2 separate regions of the Siniperca chuatsi genome follow, and region 2 is linked to region 1. Evidence: chromatin contacts called from public Hi-C data. All regions are on one chromosome and are shown on one strand. The core of a region is the stretch at or near the end of the contact, and the rest is flanking DNA. Distances in the headings are between cores, read along the strand shown.

Region 1 (6,077 bases), core at 2,714-5,213:
TGATTATAATATTCCCAATACAACATTTGACATACGATTGGAATCCATGCAAACAAATTACAATAGCAGTCAGACTGCTTTGGTCCTAGCTGGTTTGAGCCTCTCTATGCCTGCTAATCCTGCGATTTTAATGTTGCCTTCAGTGACAGTTTATTTCCTGCACCTGTAATGAAGGAACAGGTTGCATCTGTCATCGTGAGCACATTAGAGGAAAGGATTACAAACTGTTAAAAATCACCCTTCCCGAGCACATGGTCTCTGTGCTGCAGGCACAGCCATTGTTATTGCTGTCAACTGGAACTGTTATGCTCTCAGCTCTCTCCATTCAGTTGTCCTTCAGTGAAACGCCATAGAAGTCTGCAAACACTGCCTGGAGCAACAGTTCCCCCTACTGCACAAGAAGAGCGAGTTCCTTTATTTCCCCTTTTCTTCCCCTGCGTGCTTCATCAGATATGAAGAGCTGACTCATAATCCATTCATACAGACTCAAATAGAGCAGGAATGCAATTAGAAGATTGTCATTATATAAAAAGCAGCACAGCAAACACCTCATTGATAGTATTAATATCCTGCTCAGGGTTGAGGATGCAGAGCAGGTTTTGTTTGTGATAAAAACAAGATTTGCTGTGTCATCCTGAAATCAAACAGTGTCACGGCTTTATGTCAAGGCCTGTTTCACTTGGTTTACTTTATGATGGCATGCTTTCAGAGCAGGCGATACTGTTCTGGTATCCTTCAGTGACCCCTCAGCTCTCCCCAGTCTGCAGGGGACAGAGTACGTGGCCAGCAGCTGAGTGTATATTTATGTTAGAAGCAGGCCAGTGGTACACTGTGTGGAGGGGTCTGAACCTGTTCCTACCCCCAGCGCCAGCAGCAGACCACAGCTCCAGCTTGACCTCCAACACAGTCTGTTATTTTTCTTCTCTGCCTCCCCAAAGGACAGATTAACAACGAGTCACTTCTTCTGCACACGCACTCAGGGCCAGAAGACTCGACAGGCCTCTTGACAGGCTTCTCCTTTTCCACCAAATGGCAAAATAGCAGGAGCGCTGGAGAAAAGACTGCAGAGTGAGCACGAGTTCATGGAACACTGTCTACCATTTAGTCTTCACTCGACATTTCTGGGCCGCCGTTCAATTTTCATTCCTAATGTAGAAAAACTATTTTCCCCTGCTCTCGTTTCCTGGCTACCTCAAGGCCCGGGCTGCTCTGGCCAGAGCACTTAGAAAAACAGCTGCAGACAGGGATAAAAATAATTACAGCTCTATTTGTCTTCCAAGAGACACACTTTCAACCAGACCTACTCCCTTCCCCTACAAGCTGCTCCACTTTCACTCTCCTGCACACACAATAAAGCCATTCACAATAAGGACACCAAGGCTCAATGTACTGACACAAGCTCATGTTTCACCATGCTGGTTGGAAACAGAAAAACTGTACTCTCTAGATGGCAATTCAACTGTTCTGGCAGTGACTGTATTTTATTAACCAGTGCCAAGGATTCAGTAACACACTGAAGGTATTTTCCATTTAAATTTAGCATATCTACATAGCCCCACAAGATTACATTACATTACCTGTTCCTTAATATCTTTCTGGTACAATTCCCCCTTCCTGTGGTGTTTTTTTTTTTAAATCCTCAGGAATATTTATCCTTGATTTATGCACATAACACTTTCTCTTCAGCAAATTGACTCTCCAGCTTTCCAAATATAAAAACTGTCCACACTCCATATTTCAAATTTTCCTATGCATTGCTACTGCCATCTACTGGCGAATGGAAACTCAAACTCTAAATGTGCTTTCATTATTTATTTTAGGATTTTACACACAAAAATATATCCAGATATGAAAGACTGGAATGTAAAAATAACATTTAAGTAACATTGCAAAAGAAATTTCAGAAAACTTGACAATATTCCACAAACAAGCACTGTGTTTAGTGTAGACACTTTCACACACATTTCACATTATCAACTGCGCAGCAATATGTAACAAATCGTTTACATACTTTTGTTTTTTTAATTTAGTACATATCAGCAAAAACCCCCAAAACATAACACAATTACTTTTGAGGGAAATAAATAGAATAAAATTATGGCTAGAATGAGATCCAGTGGGAATAGCATTAGAAAGATGGAATGTTTTACTTCTACTTTTACTTTATTTCTCAGAAACGTAACCTTGAGGAAGTTCTTTAACCTTGGAGTGTCATGTTAGAGGGAGATTATCGTCATCAAATGTCCAAAGGTCAAGCTCTGCCTCTGTCATAATCAGGCTCACAACTTCAGTCACACGTACCAAACAGTGCACAAATATCAGAGTCTGAAATCCCTTTATGGAATAGTGACAGCATATATCCATCTCACACGCAATCACACACATTCATTCGACGTCATCTTCTGTTAAAGAGCTGACAATACGCTGAAAAACAGAAGAAAAAAAAAATCGTTCAGGTTATACCAAAAAGCGTATAGCACCAATTATAAAACAGCTAAACTTGTGTAAAACAACCAGTTGTTACTTGTAATGTTAGCATTTCTGTCTTAGAGGTGAAATAACCAAGAGCTACTGACACATGGCTCTCAGCTTTGGATGATTCTAAGATTGATCTTGCACCCTTTCTTGTCCCAGAGACCACAAATAGCAACTGGGGGGTTTATTAAGGATGCTCAGAAACAACGCCATTACACTGAAATGTTAATGGGAGATGCAGAAAACGCTCACCTGGCTGATGCTGGGCAGTTTGGTGAGAAGCATTTGGAAGACTGGAGGCGGCAGTGTCTGCTGGAGTACTTGAAGCAGCTGCTGAGGTTGACCGCATACTGCAATCGCATTGGTCAGGTGGTCCACGCCTCGCTCGAATTCACCTGGGTCAGAGTTAGAAAAGGTTTAGAAAACTGTCTAGAAATGAGAAAGTTATGAAAAGAAGTGCAGGTTAGGTATAGATGGCTGAAGTGTTTCAAAACAACTGACTTGCCTATTGAAAAGTTTGTATGAATAAATTACATATTATTTTAGTAGACGTGCTATAGGAGAAGAGTACATGGAGACATGAAGTGCAGCACAGGGTTGTGTTCCTGAATGATTTACATTTGTTTGCTACATTTAGAAAACAGTGCTCTCTGAGCTTTCTGTGATGCATCTTGAGCTTGTGTATCATGCACACAAGCATGTATATTTTATGTGTGATTAAACTGTGAAGACATGTGGCTAACCTTGTGACAAGAGCTCCTCTCCCAGCTGGATTTCCTCCAGAAAGAATTTCTGAACAGCTTCCGCGTCCTTCATGTCAGGTAACTTCAAAGTCAAAAGACAAATTGTCAGAAATGCACATTTGGGCCCCAATAAGACAAATTATCTGAAATTGATTGTTTCACATTTGTCCTACCTTTGCTACTCCAGACTTCTCACTAGAAACATTTTGTTTTATTCTACCTGCGAGACAAAAGTGGCTTTAGACTATGCTGTTCATTTTGCTGTTGTACAACTCGAGAAACACATGGTTACAAGTTAAGCTGTTAGCTACCGCGTGTTTTTTCCACGAGGTATGTATCCTGCGACGTATGTGAGGAAAATTACGTTAGAGTAAATGTTATACTCTCTACGCTGTGAGTATTTAAAAAAATAGAGTATAGCACCATCTCTATTAAGACTTTTATGATATATAGCTAGCCATAATGTCCTTGCGGTTTGTCTGTCACATGGAAGCTAACATGCTCCCAGTGCTGCAAGTTAAGTTGACTGTTGCACTAACTTCCTCTGCTCAAACACTTACGTTCACGTAGTTTTTCCTTGAAGCGAGGGTCGCTCCGTCGCTTTCTGTCAAAATAAATACAGTATGCGATGAAAAGTGCTCCACACACCCCGGCAATTACCGCGCTCGTCCTACCGCTCATCATATCTGAAACTACTCATAAACACTGCACGCAGCACACTAGCTGGCTAGCACGTTGCTAAGGAAGTGCGCAAAGGAAGTACGTAAATCACGACGCAAGGCGTAATGTCGACGGTACAAGACTCATATCCACATATACTGTATTAATACAGTAAAATATCATATTTTTGACGGGTAAATATGACCAAATACGCCCCCACTCACCCCTTAATAACTCAGAAACTTAGCATTAGCTAAAAGCCTAAACGTTTTCACCAGAGAATAAAAACGTTTACTTCATGGCCGAGCAAAGTGGGAAACGTCCTCGAGGCCCCCAAAGCCCCAGGTTCATTGTATGACAATTGGCTTGTGGTGATACTTGTAACATTGTTTGGTAATATGGAAATATGCCTAAAATAACCTGCAATAGCCATGTATGCCCAGTGAGGAGAGAAGCAGGGAGATTCATAGAGTCCCAGTAGTTACATTTTGCTTCAGGGCCCCATAGCAATTTAATCAGTTTAAATACCAAAGTGAAAAAACAAAATGAAACATAGGTATTGCCTGCAAAATGCACTTTAAGTATCAAAAGCAAAAGCAGTTATAATGCAGAATGCTTTCATGTGTAAGCAGCATTTTAATGTTATAGTTGGTCAAGGTGGAGATCATTTTAACTACTTTTAGTTATAAAGTTAACTTTTTTTAACAATGCATCATTTTAAGCTTGTCATGTTTTATATGTAGAAACCATCTGCAAAATAACTTCTTCTTCCACTACTCACTTTACTGTAAGTACACTTGTCAAATAAATGTAGTGAAGTAAAAAGTACAATTTTCCCTCTGAAAAGGGCGTAAAAGTATAATAAACTAGAAATATGCAAGTAAAGTAGAAATACCTCAAAATTGTAAAGTAAAAGTTACTTTCCACCACTGATGGCAAGAGACACACTGAATACTTCACAAACTATGGCATTTATTTCAAACAGAGGCTTCTGCTTTGCTTACATTTTTACAATAAATTACACAATGACCATCATCAGATGAGCCTAATAAATACTATTGAGCATTTTTCAATAAGCTCCATTACTTTCTCTTAATCTATGATCCAGACCATTTTCCATATACAGGTTCATACAGCTTTAGCTTCAGGCCATGTACAGGTTGGAAAATAGTTCAGCCACATCCAAAACTACCATTCTTCTCTTACAAGCAGAAGCTATAGAAAAACAAAACAGAATACAAACTAAAGCGAAACATGAAATAAAAAAAGGAAGAAAGCAAAAAATAACTATTGAAACCGATGAAAGAGGCAGAAAAAACAATGTAAATGAACTCAAATAAATCTGTCCCAAGAGAACAAGAATGAGGACAAAAGGGGGAGAACAAACATGCTGTAACCCTCAGTATTTACACTCCAACTACAGTTAAAACCGTAAAACTGTCTGTACAGAAAAGTACATGTTATTAACAGTGCAAGATATTAAATAGCTTGACTCAAAACACTTCTCAATATACAAATGTATAACAAAAGCATACAATTACATACAAGTGCCAAACAAAATGTAATTTCAGGTTATCATACAGTAGGGGGTCTATACAAAGGAAACACTGGAGATGTCTTCAGAAATGTATACACATACGTCACTGTGATATAAATGCACATTTACAATATCTTTACCTTTAATCTGGTCATAGTACAGGAAACAGAACCAAACATTTTTGCTAGGGATGAGTATGAGAGGAAGCTGGCATATCATTACTGATCATGAGTAAAATTAGAAAGATGCCAAAAAAATATGCATTGCCTTATTTAATGACGCAAAAATATACTTAAATAACTTCATGTTATTCTGAAACACTGCAAATGTGGGATTCAGCTTCATTCATGTGTTCTGCCGTACTGAGTACATGCTGTAAATACCTCCTATGGCTGCCTTCAAGTTAACTTGATCCAGTTGCAGATGTGCATCATCAAATCGTCAGTGAGGGCCATGGGACTGGGGGGATTAAATGGGTGAAGAAAACATAATAAAATAAAGCAGATGGGCTTTTAACAGGCTGATGAACTGAAGTAATGTGACCATTGGATTCACCACCTCCATCATTGCACATTTTATACTGCCAAACTTAACAGTTATACCCAAGCTGGATGAGTATTCAGTAGTAGATTACAGGTGATCCAGTATAGGAGTTCTGCTTT
Region 2 (6,315 bases), core at 1,061-3,560, 85 kb before region 1:
AATCATGCCTTTCCTTTTCCTTCAAATTGGTATATAGGTTCTTTTTAGGGAACAAAGCACAGAGTTTTCCATAATAGCTTAGCTTTACTCTTAGCTAGATTGGAACAAGAAAACATGGGCTCACTAGGCCGTATAAATGCTTAACATCACACACAGTGCCTATATATATATATATATATATATATATATATATATATATATATATATATATATATATATATATATATATTACGCCTTGTATCCGTGTCATTGTGCCTGTCTATCTGTATGCAAGTGAGGACATGCCAGTGATAAACAGCTCACAGTGTATGACTTTCACATTATTGAAGATGCTGAGGATGGTAGGCGTGGGACAGTTTACATATTCAATATATGTATGTGATGAAAGGGGCATTATGTTGGGTCAGCAGAGACACCCCTGTGGAATTTACTGGCTGGCTCTGCAATAATAAAGCGGAAATGCTGCGTTTTCAGAAGCTGCTGTTCATTCATGTTATGAAATTTGTGATTCAATTTGGCGCTTGACTCGTCACAGTATGCAACATAATGTTTAGTAAGTCATATGGGACATCATATATGGAATGGTGGGCTTGTGCTGGTGTTGCAACATTGCAGTGTGAACATTTTCCTGGTTTCATGAGTACATTTTTAGCTACACTAGTGGTGTTGCTCTAGTGATGGTAATCATGGTTTGTTAGTTGGTTGCTATGTTGCTGCCACTTTGGTCCAGACTGAATTATCTCAACAACTGTTGACAACACTATTGTATGGATTGCGGTGATATTTGGTACAGACATTAATGGTCCCCAGAGGATGAATCCTACAGACTTTAGTGTACCACTGAACTTTAATATAGTGCCAGCAGCAGGTTGACATTTGTGGTTTTGTGTGAAATGTCTGCAACTTTTGGATGGATTGGATGGAAATTTGATGCATACATTTATGTCCCTGTCAGGATGAATTGTAATAACTTTGTGGCTCATTTAACTTTCCATATAGTGCCATCCTCGGTCCAAATTTTAGAGTGTTCAGTACTTTGGTTTATGACCAAATACCTGCAAAACAATTCATTAGCCATTCCCATCAGTCTCAACTACGCTTTATGTTTAGTGCTAATTAGCAAATGTTAGCATGCTAACACACTCAACAAAGATGGTGAACATTACACCCTCTAAACATCAGCATGTTAGCATTGTAATTGTGGGTATGTTAGTATGCTGATATTAGAGTTTAGCTCAAAGCCCTTTAATGCCTAAGTACAGCCTTACAGAGCTGCTAGCATGGCTGTAGACTGTTCAACTTGTTGTTCAGAAAACAAAAAGTAAAAGCCACATTTAATAATCGCTTGATGCTGTGCTGAGAGAGTTGGTGATCTCATGACTAATGTTAAACATGACAAAATGTGCTGCCTATTTCTGACCACTTACATAAACATTTTCTGTTGTGCCCTGAGCCCTGACAAGTCTATTTCAAAGCGTCCTGCCAGAAAAGGCTCTGGAACTGCGCTGCTGTCAGTGCTGCACACAAATCCTGGGAGAATCCTGAAAAAACTGAATGACTCAGAGACTGATTGGCCAGGGAAATGATTTTCCTCTGAAAATCATCTCAAAGGAGCCACACCTTGTTTACTCATGGCTGTGCTCCCCTCTCCTGACTGGCATTCAGAGGGAAGATGATTGCTGCCTCACATACTGTAACTCAGTCATCATCATTGCTCTGATGTTAACAGCACTCCCCCAGACGGAAAAAAAAGCACTCAAGTCTTTCATAACAAACATGACCTGACAGGAGTAAAGGCTGAGATAAGAGAGCAAGGGTAGTCAGAGCTGACATTGGGTTAAATACATTCGAGTTGCAGAAGTGAATTAGGGCAAAAAGGGAGCTCAAATGGAACAGACAAGCCTGGTTCCTCCAGGGCGATTATGAAACCAGCCTTTACAGTGAAATGATTCTCCATTGTGATGTTTTCATGAAACATTTCTATTTCTGGACTATCCTCCCCTCACCCTCGCTAACCATGCACACAAACATCATAACATACTCAGCACATTGGACATCACTCCGAGGGTTATTGTGGATGGCAGATGTAGTCAGCCAAACGTGCAAAGAGTGCATAAGAGTGTGTTCCTCCGATGAGGAGACATGCACTCTCACAAATGAACATGCATGCATGCACAAAGTGAAAGCACAAAACAGTAGAGGCACTTTCTGAATCAGTGAGGTTGAGAGAAGCAGATTTTTTTGTGCAAAAATATAAATGTCCTTTATATTTTGTATATTCATACATACACACGCCCTGGCACACAGTACAATCCTTTTCCTGGTGTTCACATGGATGACTGTAATCAGGGTTGAGCAACATTTGCATTGCGTAATTCTTCTTTGTTTTCTCAGGGACCGATGTGGAAACTGTACCGAACAAATAGTCATACACAACAGCTATGTCTGATTTCCACTCCCATCTCCCATGTCTGAAATCTCCACCCCCCCCACACACACACTTTCTCTCACTTGGCCCTGTGGCAACAAATACTTCATGTTCGCCTTCCCTTACATAGTGAGATCATCAGTCCGTGTGTGTGTTTGTTGCAAATATTCTCAGCTCCCCCAGCCAAGTCTGCCCTGCCCCCGTCAGACAGCAAAATGCTTGCATGTGTAATTTCTGGCCCGGAGGGTTGACGAACGAAAAGTAACAGTTGGTGTGTGCATGTGTGCGCCATCTACTTGTGCCAACATGTTTTCTGTTTCTCTTATTTGTAGATGTGTGTGAGCCTGGAATGCTTTGTGTTTCTGAATAGCAAATCTCCAAGTGCTCTCTAGCCGCCGCCTCTGAGCAGGGTCAGAGGTCGCGCCGCATATTGTCCCAATATGGAAACTGCTCTTCCAGCTCTGCAGCACAAAGGCTGGCCACACTGAGCTCTTTGTTACGACTGCCAGAGACCCGAGTCAGGTCAACAACACTCTAAACCAATTAACAAAGGATTTTTGTGTCCCAAATACACACATATAACCATGCATTTTCTACACCGGTTGCAGTAAAAATATAAAAATACCTCTGAATCTCTCACTCTTTTGTCTCTGCAATCTTTAAAATAGCATTAGAAAGATCTGGCTCAGCTCCAACTGTTATGAGAGGACAGAGAGGAAGAGATGGAGTTGCTGGGGGGGGCATAGAAGGATAAAATGGAGGGAGAGCCACAGAGGAGGAGGGGTATCTGCTGTAAAATCCTGTTATGCAACCCCTTTTCTATGGCTGGCGTATTGCATCTGTTAAAAACGGAGGAGAAAAACAGCTTTGCAATTAGCGCTCTGTGTCCTGAGGGTCCTGGTCTCCCCCAATCACATAGCTCTGTCCTGCTCTCCCCAGCGTGTGTGTTGCTAAGCAGATGATGTGACTCGGGAACACACAGTGCTATTCTTATAGTGTTGGCGTGGAGCAGACACACTGATAGCAATGCTCTGACTCTGCCTGCATGCATGGTGATGTTTACTGGAACAGCCCAGTCTTGCAAATAAAACCAAGCTGGATTGTTGTTTTCTCTGCCTTGGCTGCTCCCATAAGTGCTGTTAGAGTCTGAGATTTGGACAAAGCTTTACGCCCCTTATTTCTTATATTTTGGGCACATTCAAGGTTTACAGCAACTTGGGGTGTGGTCTCCATACACGGGTGCTTCCTCTGTGGTGAGCAGGGTGTTTATGGGTCTGGCCCTGTTTCCTGACTCTTAGATAAGGACCACCCACCAAGGCCTCTTCATTTCAAATCCATCAGCAGTTAATGATGCCTGGGGAGGCTCCAACATTCTTATAGCGGAGCAGTGATGTAATTACTCAGCATTTATCAAAGTCTCCAGTAACATGATCTCTAAGAAAATCATAAACAGTAATATATTATAGCATAGAAGTGTTTCCTTTTGCTTGACGCCTAGTTAACATGCCATTTTATATACTGTGGTAACCGTTTTCATAAATACAACATGGAAGCATGCGTCCCCTCAGGACAAGCAGTTAAGAGGGGCAAAATATGTCAGGTTCAGACAACCTAGCTCAGGCAATGCCTTTTATCTTCATTGTTCCACTAATTGTTATAGAGTTCTTTTCAGAGGTTAATCCGAGCTGAAACTAGGCGGGTGTGTAATCAGAGCCTGAAAAGATTGGATATTGAGGTTGTTAAATTAGGTCAGGCAGCACTAAAATGATGCCTCGCAGAAGCACTCAAGAGAAGGAAAATGCTCTATCTGCTGGTTGTATAAAAAGAAAGAGGACGCAGAGGCTGTATTTCATTGTTCCACATGGCCACGGCTAATGGTCTCCATCCCTAGTGTGAATGGAAGGTATTTGTGTGAGAGTGTGATGCATTATTTAAGAGTAAACACAGTGGAGACAGAGAGGCCCAGCGGTGGTGGGGTAGTATTGATTGTGACAGGCCAGAGGAGACATGCACACCTCTCTTAAGTGTCTAGGGCTTCTCACAATGCCCCCACAAATCAACTTTTATTGCTCTGGCTTTGGAGTCTCCACAGTCAGCAGCCTATCAGGCAAAGCAGCTTAGCAGAGATAGCCTACGGCAGTCCCACAGTGGGCCTTAACGCTATCAATCGATCATTCATCACCAGTCCCCTAAGAAACAAAAACAAGCAGCCAAAAGACAGCCAGGGGAGGGAGGGGGCTGAACTGGACTGTGTCACACAGCTCTTGGCTGGGTGGAAAAACCCTGTCAGGTTTTATTTGGGAACAGTCCACGTCCTGTTCTGTGCAGCACAAATTGAAGCATTTAAGGAGGAGAGGGAGAAGAAAAGTAATGAGAAAAACTTTCTGAAAGAGGTCGAATGAAATGTGGCCCTGCGGTGCCCCCCTCTCTTACCCGCTCCCTCCCTCCTCCAGCCCTCCTGCACATTCCTCTCCCCTCAGCAGATCTGGCATGCCCCACAGGAGGCGGCGGCAGCAGCAGCACAGTAATCTTTTCAAAAGGGCGGATTTGAGCGGCCGCCAGGGCAGCCGGCCAACTATTTCTCATTTGGAGCTGGCCTGGAGATGACCCTCCTGTTGGAGCCCCACTCTCAGGAAAAACAAAAACGCCAGCACCGAGTAAGGGAGCGCCTTGGCAACACTGGAGAGCCGGGAACAGACTAGCAAAAGGAAAACAGGGAAACCGCAAGCCTGCTCTCAGAAACATCTGTACCGCCTTCCTGTGTAAAAAGAAAAAAATTCAACTTAATACTGTCTGCATGAGCCCAAGGGACTTAACAAAAACATGGGAGGGCTGTGTTTCATTCTTTTTTTTACTTGGAACTCTGTCTGTATGTCTTTTTTTTTCCTTTGTCCATTTCCCTCTCTGTCTAACAATTTCCCGAGCCCAACAACCCCCCCCATCCTCTCTTTCCTCTCCACAGCCCTCCACTGAGCCCTGGCCTCTTGCACTTTCAGTGGAAGCCCACCCTTGGCTTGGGAGGAGCTAGTCTGGGTCCCTGTTATGCTTGCTCAATGATGGATGGACAGGAAAACTAAGAATCCAAGTCCAGCATTCCTGCTTCTACAGTGGGGTGAGCGGTTGGAGGGAAAAGTGTGGGAATTCCTGAGCTTCTTTGTAATCACTATATGTTTGACAGCAACTGCAGTGACCTTCATCCAAACTTGCGGTCAGCCCCCAGACAAGAGTGCCTAGTAATTATCTGGGTGTTTCTTGCAAAAGTAACAGAAAAAAGGCAGCTTCCAGAAAAAGTGAAAGAGAGAAAGAGAAGGACGGGACATGTGGAAATGTTTGGAGGCTTACAGGCTTTGTGAGTCAGACCTAAAACATCAAATTCCACATGCTGGGTTCAGATATCGTGTCTGTATGCAATGTTTACTGCCACACTCAGCCCTTACTTGGCCACTGGGCCAATAAGACGCCCCTGTGGCCAGCTTTAGGGAGGGAGCAAGGGACGACAACAAAGAAAGCCCTTATGTTTTCCCTCTAAAACCTGTCTCCCCCCCACGCACACATAAACACCACTCAAAAAAAAAACGCTCCAGTAAAAACTCATCACACATCTGCCAGATCCGCTGAGGCCTGCCTCCAATTATCCGCCCACCACGCTGGAATCCCAGGAAGGCTCTGTCCGGCAGAGCGTTTGATGTTGCCACGCAACATTTGACAGAGAACAGGGCGGCTTTGAAAATCAGAGTGTAAACTTGCCTGCCAAGTTTGACGTGAAGAAAGAGGGGATGGTGGTGGTGGAGGAAGGGGGATGGCGTTGGGGGGTAGACAAGGAAAATGCCACTAGATGGAAAGCAGCTGCTGACGGCTGGGAAACATTGCTTTAAATGGGCCCAAAT

Evidence for each region. A called contact is a pair of places that touch in the nucleus more often than the background predicts.
Region 2: a contact with region 1 is called in a Hi-C map of an unstated tissue, with 9 times the contacts expected there. The contact joins the enhancer-like site here to the promoter of tomm20a in region 1. A contact is called at or near these places in 3 of 3 Hi-C or Micro-C datasets (liver, skeletal muscle and an unstated tissue).

What each region holds. Positions count from the first base shown.
Region 1 is chrLG11:10,061,763-10,067,839 of ASM2008510v1, reverse strand. It overlaps tomm20a (translocase of outer mitochondrial membrane 20), which reads right to left and starts at 3,963. Exons shown (of 5, transcript XM_044214561.1): 1 at 3,779-3,963; 2 at 3,392-3,438; 3 at 3,219-3,300; 4 at 2,728-2,870; 5 at 1,798-2,424. The coding sequence starts at 3,902. The coding sequence ends at 2,386. arid4b (AT-rich interactive domain-containing protein 4B) reads right to left here. Exons shown (of 23, transcript XM_044214540.1): 23 at 4,831-6,077. It overlaps LOC122884981 (a small nucleolar RNA gene), which reads right to left and starts at 2,674; the gene lies at 2,540-2,674. LOC122884534 (a long non-coding RNA gene) reads left to right here. Exons shown (of 2, transcript XR_006379907.1): 2 at 939-1,931.
Region 2 is chrLG11:10,145,221-10,151,535 of ASM2008510v1, reverse strand. All of the region lies in intron 1 of LOC122884765 (a long non-coding RNA gene), which reads right to left. Among protein-coding and RNA genes, the nearest start is that of LOC122884765, 6.9 kb to the right of the region's middle. Within about 2 kb of position 2,310, the one cell type or tissue checked has an H3K27ac peak away from gene starts, as active enhancers do. A contact at or near this core is called in liver, where this site is marked.